6 separate regions of the Mus musculus genome follow, and all the other regions are linked to region 1. A link is a contact called in public HiCAR-type, HiChIP or PLAC-seq and promoter capture Hi-C data. All regions are on one chromosome and are shown on one strand. The core of a region is the stretch at or near the end of the contact, and the rest is flanking DNA. Distances in the headings are between cores, read along the strand shown.

Region 1 (3,373 bases), core at 224-2,723:
ACACCTTTTGTAAATGAGAACTCTAACCGCTGAAGAGACTGAACAGCTGGGCAAGGGTCACACTGCATGTGCATCACTTGGACATGCGATGCAATGTTTGAATAATTATTAGATTTTTTGCCCTTGAGGCCCTTCCTCTTTCAAACTTCCCTAGTACAATTCTCAAAATGCTGAAATAATCACATTCCACGGACTTTCCTATAAGAGGGTTTATGGTGTCTTATGAATGCTGTTTTCCAGAAAAGCCTATGCTGTCAACTTTGTTTTTCAATGTCCTTAAGCAATTCTATTAGTCATAGAGAAAAAGTGAGCATTTGCTAATGATTAGAGAGAGAGAGAGAAAGAGAGTAAGCATCTGAGTCCTAGGGCTGAGGAAGGGAGTGGCCAGAATTGGTCTTAGCTGGGAGGGGAGATAGAGACCAAGGCAACAACACCCAAATTGGACCACAGAAAAGTTGTAATTCCCAAAGACAACTTCTAATGTTTCGGTGGGTACTTAAGTTACAAGTATCAGCATTTTCACGAGAAAACGAAGCCTCAACCAGGGGCTCCAAGCAAATGAAGAAGGAGTAAGGGAATGTGCCTGACTGGATTGCAAAACCTTTTCAAAATCAGGTGCTCAGTGACAGCTAAAGGTGTCTTCCTTCATAGCCTTTGGCCCTGGCTTGTGTGCAGACTCAGATAAGAGGAAGAGTCAGCAAAGGCAAAGCGCCTTCCTGTGCAGGCAGGCCATCCAGGCCTTAAATGTCCCAGAAGCCCCCTCCCTCTAAGAACCTCACACCACTTCTGGAATGATTACAGGCCTCACGCAGACAGGCTGCAACCTCTCAGGACCTGCCAACTCTCGGGGTCGCCCCCAAACACACCCTTATGAAGACTTGCTTCCGGAGACCTCCCCTCTCCCAGCAGCAGTCTGACAGTTTTCTGGGGCTCTGTACATCCCGCCTAGGGAGCCACCGCGTCAGCAGTTCCCGCCCTCAGGTGAGGAGGGGGCATCTGATCATCCGCGCCCCTCCACCCCACACGCACCCCGTCCCCGAGCCTTCCCGCATCACCATGGCAACCGTCCCCCTCCCCGCTTGACGCCTCCACGCGGGGCGCCCCTCCGGTCTGGGCAACAAGTCCCCCAAGCGCGGCCCACGGCCTGCAGCTCTAGCCCAGCCTCGCCTCCCCCGCGCCCGGCTCCGCCCGGCCGCACTCACTTGATCCTGGAGCCCATGGTCCCGGGGCCTCCTCATGGACCCGCGGGCCCCGCTCGGTGCTGCGCTGCACTGCACTGCCCGCCCGCCCGCGGCCGACAGGCCTCCCTCAGGAGCTCTCCCCGCCCCTTCCTCCCTTCCCTCAGGCAGGGGCCCGCCCGCTCGAGGCTCGCTCCCCGGCCGCCGCAGCTGCTGTCGCCTCCCGGGGTTAAAGTACTCGCTCCAGCCGGGCGAGCGCCATGGTCGCCCGCGCGCGTACCCGGCGCGCGCCGCCCCCTCCGTCTCTCACACCGCCGCCCCCTCCCGCCCGCGCCGCTGACCGCGGGGGCTGCTGGGAAGTGTAGTCCACTCGCGTGAGGGTGGCCCCGGGGGGCGGGAAGCGCGCAGCAGGACAGTGGTCTACCCGAAAGGTCTGTGGCTTCTCTGAGAAGAGACCTAGGGACCTTTGTCCCACTGCTTTTCATCAGAATCCACCCAAAGCGACCTGAAGGAACTTCCATCGTGTCCCCAGAGGCCACTAAAGAAGCCTTCGTCCACTCCTCAAGTGGAGAATTTTTGACAGGCTAAAATTCGGGGAGGGGGGTGTCTGAATTGGAGGAAACAGTTGTCCTCCCCTCTCAGGAACTCACAATGACTCCAGTTTCACTGAGTCAGGCTTCAGGGTTCTGGTTTCCCGAATTTGAAAACTGAAGTTCACAGACCATGGATGTTTAGCTTTAAAGAGTTGGTTTTTTTGTTTGTTTTTTTGGTTTTGTTTTTGGTTTTGTTTTTTTAATACCTCCATAAGTAGGAGCTTGGGAGAAAAGCCGGCCCATCCCAGGAAATGGGGTATCATAGAACTGCATGCCAGGTGCTGAGGGTGAGTTAGTCCAAATGTTTAACCTGTGGAACCAATGACTTTATTGGACTTTCTTAGAAAGCATGAGTGGGGGTTGCTTACAGGAGTGTGGGTGACTCCAAAGCAGCTGCACTGGAAAGTGCACACCATCATCGTCGTCGTTGTCCGTGTTCCCGCCCCCCTCCCCCCAAGACTCTTTAATCCCAGCATTTGAGTAGGGGAGGCTAGTGGATCTCTGTGAATTTGAGGCCAGCCTGGTCTACAGAACTAGTTCCAAGAGAGCCAGGGCTACACAGTGAAACCCTGTCTTGAAAAACAAAAACAAAAACCTACCCTTCTATGACCGAAAGCTTCCTGTAGACATATATACAGTTTTCTTTAGTTAACCTCCTATAAACTACTACAATCTGTGTACTACAGCACCTCCCTGGGCCCAGAGGAATGTGCAATTAGAGTAGATTGCATACAAATGGCTGGGAGAACCGGGTGGAGTCCCCTCTGAGAAACTGTTAACAGCCAACAGGCCTGCTCCTGATGACCTTCTGCAAGCAGGCACAGCTGATGTGAAGATGGTGGCTATTTTGCTGTGAGGACCAGATTCTATAACCAATCACCTAGGTGAGAAAATTCTGGAAATATCTGAGGGAGTTTCCAGATTAGTTTAATTCAGGAGGGTGGCCTCTTCCATGGGCTGGCTTAAATGAACGGGGAAGGCAGCATTCATCTCTCTCTGTGCTTTCTGACTGGATTCAGTCATTGTGACTAGCAGCCTCACTTTTCTGCTGCCATGTCTTCTCCTTCTACCATGTTAAACTGTACTGTACCCTCAAACTGTGAGCCAAATTAAACCCTACATTGTTTTTTATTTTGGGATGTTTTTGTGTTTGTTTGGGGGTTTTTGGTTTTGTTTGGTTGGGTTGGGTTGGGTTGAGTTGGGGGGTTTTTTGTTTTTGTTTTTGTTTTGTTTGTTTTGTTTTGTTTTTGCGACACTATCCAGTTACCCAGCCTAGGTTGGCTCAGACAAACACAGAGACATGCCTGCCTCTATTTCTTGAGTGCTGCTGGCCTGAAAGGCATGCACCACCACACCTGCCCTTGGCTTGCTTCACTTACTTTAATCAGATATTTCATCACAAGGAAAGCAGGACTAATAGAGGTACTGAAGGGTGGCTCAGCAAGGGCCCCTCCTTCCTTTATTGGTCATTATGAGGACTCCAGTACTCTGATCACAACAGTCCCTGGCAGAAATTAACAAAAAAAGAAAATATTTGAGAGCCAGGAATATCAACCTGCTACCTGTCCCTGCCAGGCCCCAGAGAGACTCACTTTCATGAAC
Region 2 (3,373 bases), core at 574-3,073, 510 kb before region 1:
TTTCTTTCTTTCTTTCCTCCTCCTCCTCCTCCTCCTCCTCCTCCTCCTCCTCCTCCTCCTCCTCCTCCTTCTCCTCCTCCTCCACCTTTTTTTAACTTGGAAGTTAATGAGGCTCAGAGACATTAAGAGACTTAGTGACTTACAGAGCTGGAAAGTGGATGCTGGGGATTTGAATTGGTATCTATGCCCTCACCACTGTATTCCTCTCTGATGTGTTAGTTCTACCAAGTCAACCACTAGCAGTCAGTTCCATGCTCTCAGATGTATCCCTGAATTCCTTGACCTCCTATGACAATCCAAGCTCCAGGCGCGCTCTGTCCACTGCATTCTTCAAAGGACCACCAGGTGGCAGCTTCGGGATTAGTGCTTGGGGGTGGGCTCCTGGGTGAACCAGTCCCTGTCTGTTGCCTGGCTCCTCTTCACAGCCCACTCCCCTGTCTCCCATCCCTGTAGCTACCCCCCAGGGTCCTGCTATTTAATATTCTTGGCGCCATTCATATTCCTGGAGCAAAGCACAACTGCCCTGTAAAGTCTCACGAGGCTGGAGCTGTTACTCCTATTTTACAGATGACAGACACAATAGACTGAGAGCGAGTAAACTCCGTGTCATTCAGGCATGTTAGGTGCCTATATGTTTAGCTGTGCTCCCCCAAGAGTGGAGCATGACTTCCTCAAGATTAGCGATGGGAGTTCCAGGTCAAGAGACAACTGGAGTGGGTGTCCCAGAAAACAGGGCAGGCCTCTAATTCTGGAGAGGCTACAGGGCTGGTTAGCCAGGCCTATGGTTTCAGTCTCTTCCTGAGCTCTGGGGACCCAGGGGAACCAGCAGCCCTCTGGCTGGCTACCGATACCCTGTGATGCTCATTGTCTCACCTGATGTTTCTCCAAGGACATGCCATAGCCCCCAATTGCTACTTTGCCAGACACAGCAGAGTCCAGAGCCTTCAGGGACAGAATCCACCATCACTGACCTGGGCCAGACATTGTCATCTGCCAGGGGCTCATTTCAAGAAGGTAGTTCCCTTTAAAATAAGATGCTGCCCCACTTGGGGCAGCAGGCCATGGAAGAAGAGATGCTTTTTTATGTGCCAGTGTGTTTTGAGATGATGAGAACTCCTGGCTCCACCCAGTGCAACATGTGACTGTGAGGTTAGACAAAGAGAAGGACTTTTCAGGAAGAAGGGTGGGAACAGCATCGGAGCACTATTTTCGGTAGAGCAGCCACTCAGCGGAAAGGTCCGCCTTGGACAGCAGGGACATTTCTAAAGTTGCAAACACCAGAGACAAAGATCAAGGGCAAATGGGGAGACGAAAGGGCTCCGTTTGGCTGGTGAGGGGGTGGGAAGGATAGAAGGGAGTCAGGGGGCACGTGCTCTGGGGCCCAGTTACTACCTTACTGATAGTCACAAGAACAGGATCTGTGTGGCTGGGTAGGACCTAGTGGGCAGCGAGGACAGGAGCCCCTGTGATAGGAGGGGAGGAGCCTTGTTATCTCAGGTGTGGAAGGGGCAGGTTAAGTGAGGACGGATGGGAGCGCTTCTGAGCTCAAGCAAGGCAGGCCTGAAACTGCGGGGTAGTCGGACAAGCCCCAGGAATCTTGGCTGGCCCCATGGACTGGACCGCCTGGCAAGAGGGCTTGTGCACTGAGACCCAGGGTCAGGCCCAGGGCCTTGCCTGGATGGAGCTGAGGCCTCCGAAGGGGCTGGTGTTTGTGAGGAGCGGTGGGTCAGACCCTCCGGGAGGATCCTGTCCGGGGAGGAGCAGTGGGAGGCGGGGCGGAGGGGGAGGGCTGGAGGAGGGGCCGGGCCTCTGTCCACCTCGTCAGTGCTGGTTGGAGGGACGCAGGGGCGCGGAGCCCGCCGAGCAGAGGGTTCCCGCAGGCAGGCAGGCAGGCAGGCAGGCAGAGCCGGCTGCCATGGCGCTGGTGGGGCCTAGGATTTGGGGCCCTAGACGAGATATTTACCCCCTGTTGCTGCTACTGCTACTGCTGCTGCTGCTGCTGCTGCCTTGGGTCCCGGCTGGTGAGTGTGGCTGGGCCTGGGGGTGAGCGTGGCTGGGCTGGCCTGAGAGAATGGTGATGCTAGAGGCAAGAGTGTCCCGGGCCCTAGACAGTGTGGGGACAGTGCGGGTGTCTTGGGACTCACTTGGAGAGCTCGGAGTGTTCTGGAGGCTTCAGACTGAGGAGTCTATGCGGTGGGGCCAGGAGGATGAGGGCTGGTGTGGTCTGTAGAAGCCAGTCTGGGAGAGCTGGTGTGGTGTGGCGTAGTGTGTTGAGGGAAAAGCTGGGAATCTTGGTGTGAGGAGCCACTTAGGGAAAGCGTGCCGGGATAGATGGAAATGCGTGAATTGGAGAAGTTTCAGCAAACTCAGGCAATCTCCATAGAGTCTGCCGGAGTCACGTGTTGACCTGGGATGCAGGTGACATGTAAAGTTGCCCGGTGGGTGGACGTTCTGTTTGAGGGGATTGATTGTTGAGAGTTGTGTCCTCGCTGAACTAGCTGTAAGTTGTCCGGCATGTTCAACTGGCCTTTCCTGGCAACGGGAGGTGTGGGTGTGGGTGGGGCTAGATTAAGATAGGGGAGGGGGAAGAGAACCAGGGTTAGGGGAGAGCTTGCCCTCATTGCTCCCTTCTATGGGTCCTCTGCCAGCACTTGAGGGGCAACCGGTAGAGCTGTTCCGGGTCTTTGGAATGGCTAGGGATTCGGGATCATACGTGTGTGTCCCTGCAGCAGGTTTCTGGCATTCCTCAACTATGCTGGAAGGGCTCCCTGAAGCCAGCCCAGGCAGCCAGTACATTGGCTTTGTCCAAGTGCATTCAACACTGAGCCTGGAATTCCTACTGGGGGGTCTGGAGGACGCTTTGGCTTGGTCACTATAGTTACGAGGGCAGTAGGGAGGGCCCGGCTTCCCCTGCAATAGGTGAACCCCACCAGTGGCATTCCCCCTGCCTGCCTACAAAGCCGTTATTGCCTCTTCTCTGTGGAAAGGGGGAGGATGAGGACCCTGGGTACAGCGAGGACCTGTTTTAGGGAGGAAACCAAATGAAGGTTGAGGAGGGAAGGGACCTAGAAGAAGCTGGTACCTGAGGCAAATGAGGGTGGAGAAACCAGGCAACTCCAGGCTGTCTGTACATTAGGGCGTGAGGTTCTGGGCTGTGCACTTTGGATCTGTTCCACATGCAGTACACAGATGCCCATGGCAGCTGCACAGATGTGTGGCAGGGACTAGGGTACATACTACAACAGGACAGGTGTCCACAGGCACATGCCAGGTCTCCCCTGTGAGCTCACTGGTGAACTTGCTAATGAACCTACTGTGTATCATCATATACATAGCACATGGCTGCATTCACCCACTAGGTACACACCAGCAG
Region 3 (3,373 bases), core at 500-2,999, 460 kb before region 1:
CTTATGAGGTAAAAGTCACATTTCACTGTGGAGAAAAAAACGGATGCAAAAGGATATGAAATGTTAGTTAGGAGGTGGGGTAGTCACTGAGGTCAAAGAAGACAAACCCAAGGACTGGGTATACCAAGCTTGGGGTATGCAAGGGAGAGGGAGAAGAAACAACTTTCCCTGGGAGGAACCTCTGACAGAAAAGGTGGGCATGACTAACAGGGCAGTTGCCTGTGAGAACTGGTCTCCAAGGATGGTCCTAAAGATGACCTCAATCATTTCTGTGCCATTCGTGATCTGCATCATTTCTCCTCTACAGACCCCATTGGCTCCACCGAAGAGGCTGAGGGGAAGCTGGATGGGGCCTGGGCTTCTCAGTTTGTCCTGGGAATGTGCTGGGAACAGAGCAGGCGTGAAAGAATTCACAATTATACTCTGTTGCTATTTAACGAGGGAAGAGTTCACCTGGTTAATTTTCCTGGCTAGTATTCACATCAATACTCTGACCTGTGTGTGAAGCAGACCCTGTTGGGAGGGGAAGACAAAGCTTTCTATGGCTTTACAAAGGGTCTCTGGGCCAGGAGCAAGGCTCTGCTACTCTTTGGGACTGGAAATCTGCTATTATGCAAGGTATGGAAATAAAAGAGGGCTTCTTTTGATATGCCTCCAAAGGGGAGTGTATTGAAGTGATATTTTTGTGGAGTGTTTCCTTTGAAATGCCCAACCAGCTCTCAGAGGCATGGCTCTCTTCTGTCCCCCAACTCCTGTCATTATTTCCAGTTCTCTTTACACAGCCATGACTGAGCTGATCCTGCTTGCTGGGGAGGATCAAATGCGTGTCTCTGCTTCAGAGTTTCAGCCAGGCCAGCTGGAGCATACCAGGCCCCGGTGATGTGTTCTGGACCTGAGTGGCTCAGCAGGACATGAGAAAGAAGTGGGGGATTCTTGGACCCAAAGCATTTGCAGAGGTAACAAGCTTTTGTGTGGTGGATAGTCTTGCAAAAATGCTGAACAGGAAGGACCCTGACCTCATGGCTGAGGATAAAGTGGCCATCTGCTTGCTGAGAGTTCACTCACACAACATGGTAGGAAGGGGCTCTCTGCAGAGGAGAAGTAGGGGGTTAGGAGCTCCCTTGAAGGGCTAGGGGTACCCAGAACATGCCAGGGGTGCTGAACAGCCTGGGATAAAGGCTCTGCCAGGGTCCTATTGTATAGGCAGGGAAACAGAAGTCTCTCATCTTCCCTCACAGCATAATGGAAGACAGACACCTGGCATGCACGTCAGCCTTTGCCTGTTTGTTGCCTACAGGGTGGTTTTCATATACCCACTGCTTGCTGTCTTGAGGTGCCACCTGTGCGAGGGATGAGAGGGCATCTGGGACTGAAGGTGGTCCTGAAGGATAGGTACAGCACTTGCAGAGAGGGTCTGGGCAAGTGGTCTCGAGAGGGCTCTCTGCCATACCCTGCCTTCCACGCGTGCGTGCTGTGCTGAAAGCCTCTCAGGCTGCTCTGAATAGCCCTGCACTCTTTCCAATGTTGACAGGAGTAGTATTTTGTAGTGGTGCTGGTTAATTTGTAGTGGCATTTGTGGTTTGAAGCCTTGTCAAGATTCCTGATTACTTCCCGTGCAAGGAGCTCCACTGACGGGGAAGTTCACATGCTGAACAAAAGCAGCCAAGCAGCTGGGAGGGAAGACTGCATGGTGGCTGGGTGACCCAGCCAGCTTGGGGGACAGTGGCAGGGGAGGGAGGAGGCCCAGGCGAGGGCCAGGGGGAGGGGAGCCCTTTGTTTTTAGTTGGTGCAGGTGCAGGGCCTGAATAGGTGGCATCCCATTGGCTGTTGGAGGTCGGGTACCAGATGCGGCTGGTGGCTGGGCAGGGGCAGGGGGCTCTGCTGACTGTACTATTCTTCACCCAAACAGAAGCAGGAGGCAGGTGCCTTTCTGCTCCCTCCACTTGATGGCCATCTGGGACACCATCGAGGGTGCCTGGGTGACATTGTCCAGGAGTCTCACTGGTGGTGAGGTGAGAGGAAAGACCTCCAGATGTTCCTCGATACCAGGAGGGGCTGCTGGCTCTTGGCACATGCTGTGCACCAGGTCCATGCTAGGTGCTAAGCAGATAACTGGTCTCGAGAATGCTACAGAGAAGGCAACCTTGCTTAAAAAGGCAGAAACGATAAGGCAATGAGGCTCAGTGACTCATCTAGACCAAGCTTCACAGCTAACAGGTGGCACAGACACAATTCAAGCCCAGGTATGCCCACGAGTGCACACACTTTCCATGATACACAACACACACAGAGCAGTGGAAGGCAGATGGTGACATACGCTCTGTGAGCCCAGGGCACAGCTTTCCCAACCCCCATGATGTTGCTCCCTGACATCCTGGAGCTCTATGTACCGTGAAGTCTCCTCAACCCCACGGGAAGGCCTGTCTGAAAAGCTGCCTGCATTTCTCTAGGTCTGTGCCCTGCTTGGTGAGAGTTTGTTCAGTATATTAAGGGCCAGAGCCAGCTCAGCAAAAGCAAGACTCATTTATCATCTCTGGAATAGTGTCCACTCCAAACAGTACAGCAATAGGAAATAAAAACAAAAGCTTCCACCTAATTTTGCATTGGTACAGATAAGAAAACTCCATAATCTCTCACTTCCCAGCCCAAGAGAACTGATCAAATCCCTGTGCTCACAGCAGCCAGGAACACTACAGAGACGCTAAGGCTAGAGGCACTATTACCCAGTCATGAAGCCACCCAAGGGGTGGAGCCAGGACATAAGTTATTGTTCACATTAAAGAATCATGTTCCCTGTGTATATCTTAAGCAAAAGTAAAGTCTCAGGATTGTATGGGAATAAAACTTGTTTGAAAAATTGGAAAAAAAAAATACCCCTATGCTCAGCAAGCTGTCAGGACCCAGGCCTTATCCCCATGGCCTCACCTCTTAGCCCATATCACAGTGGCTCACGTTTGCCATCCTTCAGAGCAGCTGCTCTATCTCGCATGTGCCTATGTCCTCAACATACACTGGTCCTACATCAGCCCTCACTCACCCACCTGATGGAATATTGCTACCCTCAGAGCTGCTCTCCCTGAGTGCTCTCCATTCTTCCCACCCCTAAGAGCAGTACATCTTGCTTCTCTTCCCTAAGAGAGGCAGTCTTCGGTGGTGGTGGGGTTAGGGGTTCACATAGCAACTTCTGGTTTCTGGTATAGACCTGCCTATGGTAACAACAGTACAAATGTCCACCCATGAATGAGGCCTTAACCAAGCACCTGCATCAACAGGTTATTCTCATCACTTGGGTTATTTGTCTTTAGTACTAGTAACATTCCTGGCTTGCTTCTAATCAGGAACTCCCCGCTCTCCCTTTCTGAGACAGAGTTTC
Region 4 (3,373 bases), core at 303-2,802, 380 kb before region 1:
TTACAACAGACATTATTCTTACCAACAAAATATTTTCTGAGAGTGTAAATAGCCTTATGGTTGTAGTAGAGTATGTGCCCCGATTCTTAAGAGAGTGGAATGTCTAGAAGTGAAGTGTCATTCTAGGAGTGAAGTGTCATAATTCCTGTAAGATACAACCAACTGGTTAAAAAAAAACCTGAAAGAAAACAAAAGATATAGAATCTACATATTTAGGAAGAGAATACAAAATGTTAGTTATCAAGAATCACAAAAGAAAAATAAATAGGTATTCGATATGTTGTTTCCAATCCTCCCATAGCTTTGGATTTTTAAATAAATAGATAAAAGAAAAGAAAAATGGTGAAATTCTATTTTAAAGAGATGTTTACTTACTATAATTTATGAATAAAATAAAATATCTGGAACTGCAATATATGGAACTTTTCTATTTAAGAAAAAAATGTCTGAGTCTAAAAAAATTGTTATATACACTTGTAAGAACAAAGTTAATGTGGAAAGTATATGGAAAAACCCAGGTAAATAAGAATTTAAAACAGTAGGAAACAAAATAAAATCAAGAGGACAGTAGATCAGTGGACACAGGGCAATATTCATGGTAGAAAAACAGATACTTGCCAAACAGCATGAGAAAAAAATTGAATGAAAATAATGAGTTAAAACGAAATTTGCATGTGTTCATGTGAGTAAGGAAACAGCAAAAAGGAAAATGTATATTAAGTGGGGAACAGGTAACCAAATTCAACAAAGGAATCATAATCGGTGAGTAAGGATAATGTCTTGGGTATGAGAAAAATGTACAATAAAGACTATATAAAAGAAGAAAAGTATTGTATTGACCATGTAAGTTTAATTACATAAGAAGGCATAAAATGATTTGGAAAGAAATGTGCTAACCCTGATGCAGATTGCCTGGGGGTGGGGTTGGCCACTGAGTGATCTTCCCCTCTTTTCGCTTTTCTGTCTTTCACAAATGTTTTACAATGAAAATATATTACTTTTATCATCAGATAAACCCAATAATACACATTGTTATTTTTAGATGCTGTCTCAACTTGGCCTTTTGCCCTGGTATGTATTCTTATGATTGTTCCTGTCATCATGACAAGAAGAGAAACTTCACAAGTGACTGGAGAGTCCTGAGTGGCATTAGGGATTCACCTACGTGGGATGGGTTTTAACTAGCACAAAGGACCCTGTAAGTAGGAACATTCAAAGGCAATTAGTTGGTAACAATATTATAAATAGAAAAGGAGCCAAATAAATGTTTCCTGGATATCATTAATTTAGTTGTAAAATAGATTCAGAGTTACTCTGATAACCCCACATAAAGAAGGCACTCATTATAAAGACAGCCATGTGTTAAACAAGAAAATGTAGACACAGAGATAGCTCTGCTGTACATAACCAAGATATTCCCACGGAGACAGCAGTTCTCAAAATATCATCCTCAAAACCAAAAGCTGCAGCTAGGAAAACAACCCCAGCACAATGCTAATCAGGTTGATCCTGCCTACTCATCCCCACATCCAGAATCCAGCGTGCCTCTAGCCTCTCCCTCTGGCTCTGTTGATACCCCACTGTAGGCCCCTTCTGAGAAAAGTGGCCATGGTGATGCTTCACAGGAACAGTGAGTGCCCAGACCCACAGAGAACACAGAGGAAGGCCACAGAAATGCCCTGGGGACCTTCTTTCTCTCCAAAGAAGCCTGATGACTTGCTTTTGAGAACGGAATGCTCCTGTCACCTTCACTACTGTTGGCTTCCCTGGAGTGAAAGCTCCAGGGTGTGTGTGTGTGTGTGTGTGTGTGTGTGTGTGTGTGTCTGTGTCTGTGTTTGTGTGTGTGCACGCCTGGGATCACAACTTACCCAAGACTCTAGCCTGTCTCTAACAGACTCATATAACCCTGGCCTCTCCTTCAAGGACAAGTGTTCCAGTCTCATTTCCTGGGCCAGTTCTAGTGGTCTCATCTCTGAGACTGAGACCACTGCCAGTGACTGCCTAGGGTATGGTCATGTGACTGAAAAGCAGTCAGTGGCACAGGAGAAGCCACCCAAAGAACTGCTAGGAAAACAAGGTCATGTTGCCACTGGAAAGGGTGGGGCTTTGAAGTCTGTGACACAGCCTCCTTGAGTCCAGGTAGTATGGCTGACAGGGTGGACTGGAAGACCGGAGGGCAGAATTAGGCTCATGGTGTTAGCAGCAAGGTGTTGACAATTAGTCAAGAACTGATTTGATGACCACCACTGGCTGTGTCAAGACTGCTCACAGCAATGCAACAGAAACCTCTGTACATTTCTCTGTCCCTCTTCCATTCAATAAAACTAGTTTGAATCAATGCCTCGGACTGGTTAAAGTGTACTATTAAGAATTAAAGAAAGGACCTTGTTGCTAGTGTTCTTATCTCGATGAGAACAGGCCAGTTTGTTCACCTTCCACCCTTTATTATACAAACATTTTTTAAAAAAGCAGAAAATAAAGAAAAAAATTCAATATGATTCTCCTGCCCTAATGTAGGTCAAGCCTTCCCTATCCCCTGGAATGGCTAAAAGAGATATAGGCCCTACTGCCTACATGCCACCCTGAGCTTTGGGGGAAGCACACTGTAGGTTCAAATTAACTTTACAAATACCCCAGGAATAGGAAGAAAAGCTTACACTGGCTACCACGCTTCCTGGAACACTGACAGGCAAGTTTTCAAATGCATATGGAATATTCACTTTCAAGTAAACTCATGGAAGGCAGCCTTGTGGTAAAAGGGCTTTAGTGTCTAACTTGGCTCTGATACCCACACTATAATCATTATGAGCTAGAATAAAAATCTACTTTAAAAAAAAAAAGATCAAGAGAGGGCCACATTGACACTTTGGTGCTTAAAATTTTCCTTCAATAGGGTTCCTTGGCTCTTGTGGGGACTGAGGCAGGGAAATCACAGTTTGAAGTCAACCTGACTATAGTACTGAGATTTTTTTTTTTAAGATTTATTTATTTATTATATGTAAGTACACTGTAGTTGTCTTCAGACACACCAGAAGAGGGAGTCAGATTTCGTTATGGATGGTTGTGAGCCACCATGTGGTTGCTGAGATTTGAACTCAGGACCTTCGGAAGAGCAGTCGGGTGCTTTTACCTGTTGAGCCATCTCACCAGCCCCCCAGTATTGAGATCTTATCTCAAACAAAAACAAAAGAAATAAACAGAAACAGGCCACCTAAGCCTGATCTCTTTACTGGGAGACAGTGTGTCAGTAGAAAGGGCACAGGCTTAGGATCAATCAGGTTAGTGCCTAGTTAAGTCATACATGCCCAGGCTACAAAGGTTCACAATAAATATCTGTGCTTCTGTTTCCTCACTAGTCATGGTTCTGAAATAC
Region 5 (3,373 bases), core at 418-2,917, 320 kb before region 1:
AGGTCTTATACATGGCAGTTATTACTTTGTAATGTGTTGACAGAAGAGCTGTAGCCTATTGGAAGCAACATCTTGGCTCTTACTTCAAAGGCTGATGATTATCATCAGAGGTAGGATCAGAGAGCATAGATGAGGGACACCAGGCTGCAGGTACTGAACTGAGGACCACTATACCCCAGTATCTCTTGCCTTGCCTCATCTGACCCTCCCAATAGCTCCAAACAGAAGGGGCAGGAGGCAATGGCCACTGGAGAGCAGTCCTGGGCTTAAAGGTTCTGTGAGTGGGTGTTGAGAGTGGGTCAGAATTGGGCCTTCTCTCTGTGTTCCCAGAGCTGCCTCAGCAGCACAGATCAGCCCTTGTAGGCTCTATGAGGCTGGGCTGGAACAGGCTTTTGATTTCCTTCCACTCCTGGCTGGAGGACTTGCCGGTTAAGCTGTGTGGAGTGTTTACTTTTTCAACAATGGCTGCAGGCTGAAGAAGAGGAAAAACCCTGGCCTCCTTTCTTGACTTAGCAGGCCAGGGTCCCCTTAGTAACCGAATTGTCTCCAGCACTGGGCTCCAGGCAGGAGCTGGGTCGGCAGTTTCCTCTCATGGGACAATGCTGCCCTGCCGGTGGCAAGGCCTCTTCTAAAGGGGCTGGCATGGGCTCAAGGGGCTTCCTGAAGCTCATAGTTCCCAAGGAAAGAATCACAGGCATCTTGGCTAGAGGATGCTCTCTCCTGAAAGGCTGTGGTTGCGAGTGTTGGTGGAGAAGGATGGTTCCTGAGTGTGTTAGCTCACTTCTCTTCAACATCATGCTGGCAAGAGCCTATTATCTTCAAGGCAAAGGTGGAGGCTCAGAGACAAAGCAAACTGCCTAATGCCACATAGCTAGGGAGGATAGCAGTCCTGGTTGTGGTTAGTCTAACTCTAACACTTTTCTGAAGAGAGCAGATTCATGGATCCAGAATCCCAGGATTCATACTGAGCACCTTTACATGTGGGCAGTCACAGCTGATTCTCTGGGCCTGCTTTCTGTTGTGCGAAACCAGACTTGCCTTTTGTAATATAAAAATTACATATGCTTCCTCTACAGAAAGCCGGAGCTTACCATTTGGAGCCATCACTCTAAACTATTCCCTTTTGCGTTTCTTCTTTCTACCTCTGCTCTAAATCCTTTGCACTGCGTCGCCCCCCCCCCCCACGCCCCCCTTGGTTTTTCATGTTGATTACAGCATAAGCAATACTCCACTTCATTAAAAGCTAAGTGACAGTTACTAATTGCTCCAGAGTGTTCTGCTACATGGAAGCAAACTCAACCAAGGCCACTTGGCTGAAAATTACCTCAAGTGTTTAAGACATTAATATATATCACATGGTCATAAAGTCTGAAGGCTGGAAGTTCTGTGTTTCAGGACAGATTCCTAGAAGTGGATTTTAGTTCCCATTCCTTAAGAAGTGTCCCTGGTGAATTCAACTTGGAGAGATATCTTTTCTTCTAATTATTTTAAAGCCATTTTATCCACAGCTTGTGTTTCCTACTCTAAGTGAAGAAAAATCAGCAAAGACATGAGCAGATGTCAAAATAGTCCTCCAAAAATTCTTCCCAATTAGAACACTTACGAGTACCGCAGCACACCGAGACAGCTCTCCGGTAGCTTGTCCCACCAACACATTCCCTCTCTTTTTAGTTACAGCATATGCCAAGGCTCCTGCCAGCTGCAAACCCTTCCCCCACCAGACTCCATAGGCTTCTCCTCAGAATGGGAAGAAGGGGGAAAAAGCAACAACAACAAAAACCCTCAAATAACATTGATGTACATTGTCCAAATGACATTTTTTTAAAATCTAGAAACACAAAAACAGCAGCACTCCATCATATTATTCATTAAAATATTAAGATGTCTTTCCTGTGTACTTTTGTCACAGTCTTAGCTTGACCCCTTTCTTTGGGCCAGGCAAGGGACAACTTACAGCACATGAGAAGCTCACGAGTAGCCAAGAGGACACCAGTTTTCTCAGAGTCACCTTTAGCACTGTACTAGACAGAACATTACAAATCTTCCAGGTTCCCAGTTAGGAAAAGAGAACAGGACAATACTAGCTGTATGCTCATTGTGCTGTTTAATTTTATGTCAATTCAACACAAGCCAGAGTCACTGGATAGGGAGGGAACCTTAATTAAGTAATGCCTTCATGTTGGGTGATGGTGGTGGTAGTGACTGCATTTAATCCCAGCACCCAGGAAGCAGAGACAGGTGGATTTCTGTGAGTTTGATGCCAGCCTGGGCTACAGTGCTAGTTCCAGGACATACAAAAAACCCTGTCTCAAAAAACAAAAAACAAAACAAAACAACAACAACAACAACAAAAACAGAAACCGAATCAAACCGAACCAAAACAAACAAATGAAATGCTCTTCATAAGATCAGGCAGGCAAGCCTGTTTAAGGCATTTTCTTATTTAGTGATTGATGGGGGAGGGCCCAGTCCATTGTGGGTGGCACCACTGCTGGGCTGGTCATCCTGAGTGTCATAAGAAAGCAGGCTGAGTAAGCCATAAAAACAAGCCAGTAAGCAGCACCCTTCCACAGCTTCAGCATCAGCTCCTGCCTCCAGGTTCCGACTTGCTTGAGTACCTGTTCTGACTTTCTTTAATAGTAGACTATGATCTAGAAGTGTAAGCTGAAGAGACCCTCCCTTCTTCAACTTACTTTTTAGTCATAGTGTTTTGTTGCAGCAACAGAAACCCTGATTAAGAAACTCATTGTGGGGTTGGTGAGATGGCTCAGCAGATAAGAGGGCTGACTGCTCTTCCAAAGATCCTGAGTTCAAATCCCAGCAACCACATGGTGGCTCACATCCATCTGTAACAAAATTTGATGCTCTCTTCTGGAGTGTCTGAAGACAGCTACAGTGTATTTACATATAATAAAAATAAATCTTTAAAAAAAAAAAAAGAAAGAAAAGTGAATTTAGTGTTTTGTGTTTTTTTTTTTTTTTTTTTTTTAAAAAAAAGGAAAGAAAGAAACTCATAGTGGTATTTAGAGATGCTGATGTCTGGTAAAGAGTTTGCATGATTTCCAGAACTTGATGACTCTGGGCTCAGGGACTCTGAGAGCCTGCTGCATAGTGCTGTTATTAGGACCTAGCTTCCCACAATCAGAACAACACACTGATCTAGGTTTACCTATATAGTACTAACTCACTGATCCTCTGCCCTGTCTCTGGGTTTCCTACTTTAGTTTCTACCCCAGTATTTGGCCCACAAGCAGGCAATTCTTAAATGAGTGAATGAATAAATGAATGAAGGTGGGGGATGGGAGAGAGAAGGCTCAGAACCCATAGGTGAGCAGCACAGATTGCACATCTAGTCTGCTGAGTTCTATCTAAC
Region 6 (3,373 bases), core at 386-2,885, 300 kb before region 1:
GGTGCATGTAGAGGACCTAGCTCAGACCCATCCAGAGACCCTGCTTGTCCCTTCAGTTTCTGTAAGACCCTATGAGCTCTGGTTAGTTGATTCAGTGTCTTGTGTTCTCATGGTACCCTCCTCAGCCACTCTGGCTCTAACAATTAATCCTTCCTCTCCATCTTCTGCAGGGTTCCCCTGGCTCTGCCTAATGCTTGGCTGTGTGTGGGTCTCTGCATCGCTCCCATGAGTTGCTGGATGACGTCCCTCTGATGACAATTAGGCTAGGCACCGATCTGCGAGAATATCATTAGGTATCATTTCATTGATTTTTTTTTCCCAACCCGGTAGTGTTTAGTTCTATCCTGGGTCTCTGGGCTGTCCTGCCTTTGGTTCCTGGCCATCCAAACAGTGTCAGTCATAGGCTCCCTCTCCTGGAGTGGGCCTCAAGTTGTACCAGTCATGGGCAGGCCAATCCCACAAGTTCTGCACCACCATTGCTCCAGGACAACTTGTAGACAGGACAGATTATAGGTTAAAGGTTTTACTTCTGTGTTGATGTCCCAGTTCTACTACTAGGAGCCTTGCCTGGTTATAGAAGACGGCCAGTTCTGGCTCAGTATTCCCAGTTACTAGGAGACATCACCATGGTCACTTTCGTAGATTCCAGAGTTACCGCTGCACTCATACACTCATTTATGGTGTTTCCCTCTGGTGTTAAATGTGATAGTAGTTATATGAAGTCACTTTTCCCTACTCACACAATAATCTCCATTCTACAAAGGAGAAAATTAACTAAAAGAAGGAAAACCATTTATCTAATGCCACAAAGTCAAGCAAGCAGTAAGCCCCAGCTGGCTCTGACTTGGTCCCCAGGTTGCCTTGTCTTCCTTGGGAGTAGAGGAGGAAGGGCAGGAAGCAGGGAGGACAGAAATGACTGGCAACTTTTCTGGCTGTCTTTTCAAGTATGTCACACATCCTACACAACACCAGCAGGCTTAGTTTGTAATGAAATTAGAGTCAAGACAATTGGGCTGTCCAGGTACTTTCCCTCAGGGGTAGCTTTGGAAGTCACAGTGGAGGGACAAGGATACCCCCCTGAATGCAGACCTGGGGAAACAATGAGGCAGGAGGTGACTGCAAACCAGGAACTCAGGCTGCATCTCGAAACCAGTGGGGAGGCAACTAAGTTTCTTAGACATTACATTTTTGCTTAAAAACTGCTCAAAAATCTAAAAAAAGAACACACATTGCAATTCCCTCATTACAACTCAACAAATACAATTCTTCAAGCAGAACACAAAATGTCCTTATTACTACAGATCTCAGCAATCAGGTATCATAGGAGCCTGGAAGACAGACTTAAACATTAGCTTCACAGTCTGAGAACTATTCTTCTAGACTTTGTATTTGATAATAGCCAAAGAAAAAAACTATACAAACAAACTACAGTGGAAAGAAACAGAGCTGTCTTTTCTTCTAGCATCTTCTTCCATCCTTTTTTCCCCCCTTCCAGGTACCTGCGGGGCACATGCAGCTTCTCTTTGCTTCAAGAGGCAAAGAAATGCCCTGTGATATTTTTGCCCCGAAACTGTAAACCATTAGCTTAGCTGCCAGCCACACAGATGCTCCAACTTCCCAGTGTGCCTGGCTTTGCTGCCTGAGCTTTCTCCAGTGTACACCAAAATGAATGTGTTTCTAATTAAGTAGCTTCAGGAACACGACAGCTTCAATGTCAAAAATACAAAGTCTGAACCCCGGCAGGAAGTCTTAAGACTGCAAATGTCTCATCTAGTGGAGCCTTGCCTAATGTAATGAAAGGAAGCAGGAAGAGCACAAAATTCCAGAAAAAAAAAAAAAAGACCACTCATTAATGTGTCCAGAGTATGGCCTGACACAGGGAGAAAAGCACAAGCTCACAATATTGAACTAAATCTTACTGACTTCTCGGCTCTCACATCTAAGTACATAACTGACCAGTAACCATGTGTTTCAAATAGAATTTCAGAACCAAAATCCCAACAAGTGAGTTAACAAACAGAGAAAGTCAAACAACTGTGAGAAAAAGGTGAAAATAATCCCGACAGCCAAAGCCCTGGGTGTAATTTAACCACAGGCTGTTCTTTAAAGAGGAAACATTCTCTAGAAACTGGAATATGTAGGTTTTAATGCCATGCTACTTTAGTCTGCATGCTAGCCTGACAGAATCGGGGGAGCCTTATGAAAATGACTTAAAGATACCAGAAGGGACAGAGCAGGTCTCACTCTTCGGACACAGTTGGGATGAATAATTACAGCTTCTTCCAAAAAAGCAGTTTTGCAGCCAAGCATTGTTACGCCTGCCCGATCTGTATTTAGACAACATTTAAAGCACGTGCATTCCGAATCTGATCAGTTCTGTGCTTTGCAGGAAAGCAAATCTGGACAAATACCTTCGTCTATTGTTATCATTTGCTTCCAACACCTCAAATGCTTCCCAGAATCTACATTTTTTTCTCTCTGCAAATATGTAATTACAAATTCTAAGTGGGGGTGAGAGAGAAAAGAAAAAGGAAGCCGCCTCCTTAACATTTCAACGTGGCAAGTACACAAGTGGGTAATTCTAGGTATGTTCTGAACATAATTTCTAGTCTCTATTTATCTCAGTAATTACAGCTATGTATACATTTTCTTGGAGACCTTTTTCTTTGCCTTTTTATTATATGAGGCAACCCATGATTAGGTCATCTAATATATCTACTTTTTTTTTTTTTTTGGCTCATCCTCTCTAATATTAACCTAAACTAATGGTTTCACATCTTTGAAATTAACTGCATGTATTTTATTGTTTCTCATTTTGCACACTGTCATTTTCTGTATCTACAACCACTGTGATGGTTATTTAAAAGGCTGTATAATATTCCACTCAGCAGAGTGGGCCATAATTTATTGAGTCTAATTCCTGGAATTAGACACTAAGTTGTTCCTAACTTTTCATTAATATAAGAAACACTGTAATGAAAACAAACAACTTCTGGGCTGGAGAGATGGCTCAATGGTTAAGGGCACTGACTGCTCTTCCAGAGGTCCTGAGTTCAATTCCCAGCAACACATGGTGCCTCACACCATCTGTAATAAGATCTGATGCCCTCTTCTGGTGTGTCTGAAGATAGCTACAGTGTGCTCATATGCATAAAATAAATAAATAAATAAATAAATCTTAAAAAAAAAAAAAAGAAAACCACTTCATACATGGAGTACATGAGTTCCCAGATAGAGATTACTAAACAAAGTGTTGGAATGATTGCCATTTACCTTTTGCTGTATCCTAGCCAGGTGTTTTCAAAAGGTCAGTGCCTGTTCAATGGAGATCTTTCAGGATTACTGCAAAGACTGGAGACAGTCCATAAGGTGG

Evidence for each region. Promoter capture Hi-C pulls out the DNA fragments that hold promoters and counts their contacts. HiCAR-type assays count read pairs that join an accessible place to other places. HiChIP or PLAC-seq counts read pairs in DNA pulled down with a chosen protein or histone mark.
Region 2: a contact with region 1 is called in an H3K27ac HiChIP or PLAC-seq map of extraembryonic endoderm stem cells, with 10 times the contacts expected there. The contact joins the promoter of Crb2 here to the promoter of Dennd1a in region 1. A contact is called at or near these places in 1 of 39 promoter capture datasets (the C10 cell line) and 1 of 115 datasets of contacts at active chromatin or transcription factors (extraembryonic endoderm stem cells).
Region 3: a contact with region 1 is called in an H3K4me3 HiChIP or PLAC-seq map of embryonic forebrain, with 3 times the contacts expected there. The contact joins the enhancer-like site here to the promoter of Dennd1a in region 1. A contact is called at or near these places in 1 of 39 promoter capture datasets (hippocampal neurons), 3 of 115 datasets of contacts at active chromatin or transcription factors (embryonic forebrain, embryonic limb bud and trophoblast stem cells) and 2 of 9 other capture datasets (adipose tissue and liver).
Region 4: a contact with region 1 is called in a promoter capture Hi-C map of hippocampal neurons, with 5 times the contacts expected there. The contact joins the enhancer-like site here to the promoter of Dennd1a in region 1. A contact is called at or near these places in 1 of 39 promoter capture datasets (hippocampal neurons), 7 of 115 datasets of contacts at active chromatin or transcription factors (embryonic basal ganglia, embryonic forebrain, embryonic hindbrain and 4 more) and 3 of 9 other capture datasets (adipose tissue, liver and pancreatic islet).
Region 5: a contact with region 1 is called in a HiCAR-type map of astrocytes, with 4 times the contacts expected there. The contact joins the enhancer-like site here to the promoter of Dennd1a in region 1. A contact is called at or near these places in 1 of 39 promoter capture datasets (hippocampal neurons), 1 of 484 Hi-C or Micro-C datasets (the HPC-7 cell line), 10 of 115 datasets of contacts at active chromatin or transcription factors (astrocytes, craniofacial prominence, embryonic basal ganglia and 5 more) and 3 of 9 other capture datasets (adipose tissue, embryonic stem cells and pancreatic islet).
Region 6: an H3K4me3 HiChIP or PLAC-seq map of embryonic limb bud shows a contact between it and region 1, with 3 times the contacts expected there. The contact joins the enhancer-like site here to the promoter of Dennd1a in region 1. A contact is called at or near these places in 3 of 39 promoter capture datasets (the 3T3-L1 cell line, hippocampal neurons and liver), 1 of 484 Hi-C or Micro-C datasets (the HPC-7 cell line), 9 of 115 datasets of contacts at active chromatin or transcription factors (embryonic forebrain, embryonic limb bud, embryonic midbrain and 4 more) and 2 of 9 other capture datasets (adipose tissue and embryonic stem cells).

Annotation. Positions count from the first base shown.
Region 1 is chr2:38,285,911-38,289,283 of GRCm38.p6, forward strand. Dennd1a (DENN/MADD domain containing 1A) reads right to left here and starts at 1,474. Exons shown (of 23, transcript NM_001362973.1): 1 at 1,203-1,474. The coding sequence starts at 1,219.
Region 2 is chr2:37,774,426-37,777,798 of GRCm38.p6, forward strand. It overlaps Crb2 (crumbs family member 2), which reads left to right and starts at 1,824. Exons shown (of 13, transcript NM_001163566.1): 1 at 1,824-2,021. The coding sequence starts at 1,916.
Region 3 is chr2:37,828,377-37,831,749 of GRCm38.p6, forward strand. All of the region lies in intron 19 of Dennd1a (DENN/MADD domain containing 1A), which reads right to left. Among named protein-coding and RNA genes, the nearest start is that of Crb2, 54 kb to the left of the region's middle. Within about 2 kb of position 1,750, at least 24 of the 459 cell types and tissues checked have an H3K27ac peak or open chromatin away from gene starts, as enhancers often do. A contact at or near this core is called in embryonic forebrain, where this site is marked.
Region 4 is chr2:37,904,984-37,908,356 of GRCm38.p6, forward strand. All of the region lies in intron 13 of Dennd1a (DENN/MADD domain containing 1A), which reads right to left. Among named protein-coding and RNA genes, the nearest start is that of Crb2, 130 kb to the left of the region's middle. Within about 2 kb of position 1,553, at least 11 of the 459 cell types and tissues checked have an H3K27ac peak or open chromatin away from gene starts, as enhancers often do. A contact at or near this core is called in hippocampal neurons, where this site is marked.
Region 5 is chr2:37,963,079-37,966,451 of GRCm38.p6, forward strand. The region is part of intron 11 of Dennd1a (DENN/MADD domain containing 1A); the gene reads right to left. Among named protein-coding and RNA genes, the nearest start is that of Crb2, 190 kb to the left of the region's middle. Within about 2 kb of position 1,668, at least 35 of the 459 cell types and tissues checked have an H3K27ac peak or open chromatin away from gene starts, as enhancers often do. A contact at or near this core is called in astrocytes, forebrain and hippocampal neurons, where this site is marked.
Region 6 is chr2:37,984,231-37,987,603 of GRCm38.p6, forward strand. The region is part of intron 10 of Dennd1a (DENN/MADD domain containing 1A); the gene reads right to left. Among named protein-coding and RNA genes, the nearest start is that of Crb2, 210 kb to the left of the region's middle. Within about 2 kb of position 1,636, at least 20 of the 459 cell types and tissues checked have an H3K27ac peak or open chromatin away from gene starts, as enhancers often do. A contact at or near this core is called in embryonic limb bud and forebrain, where this site is marked.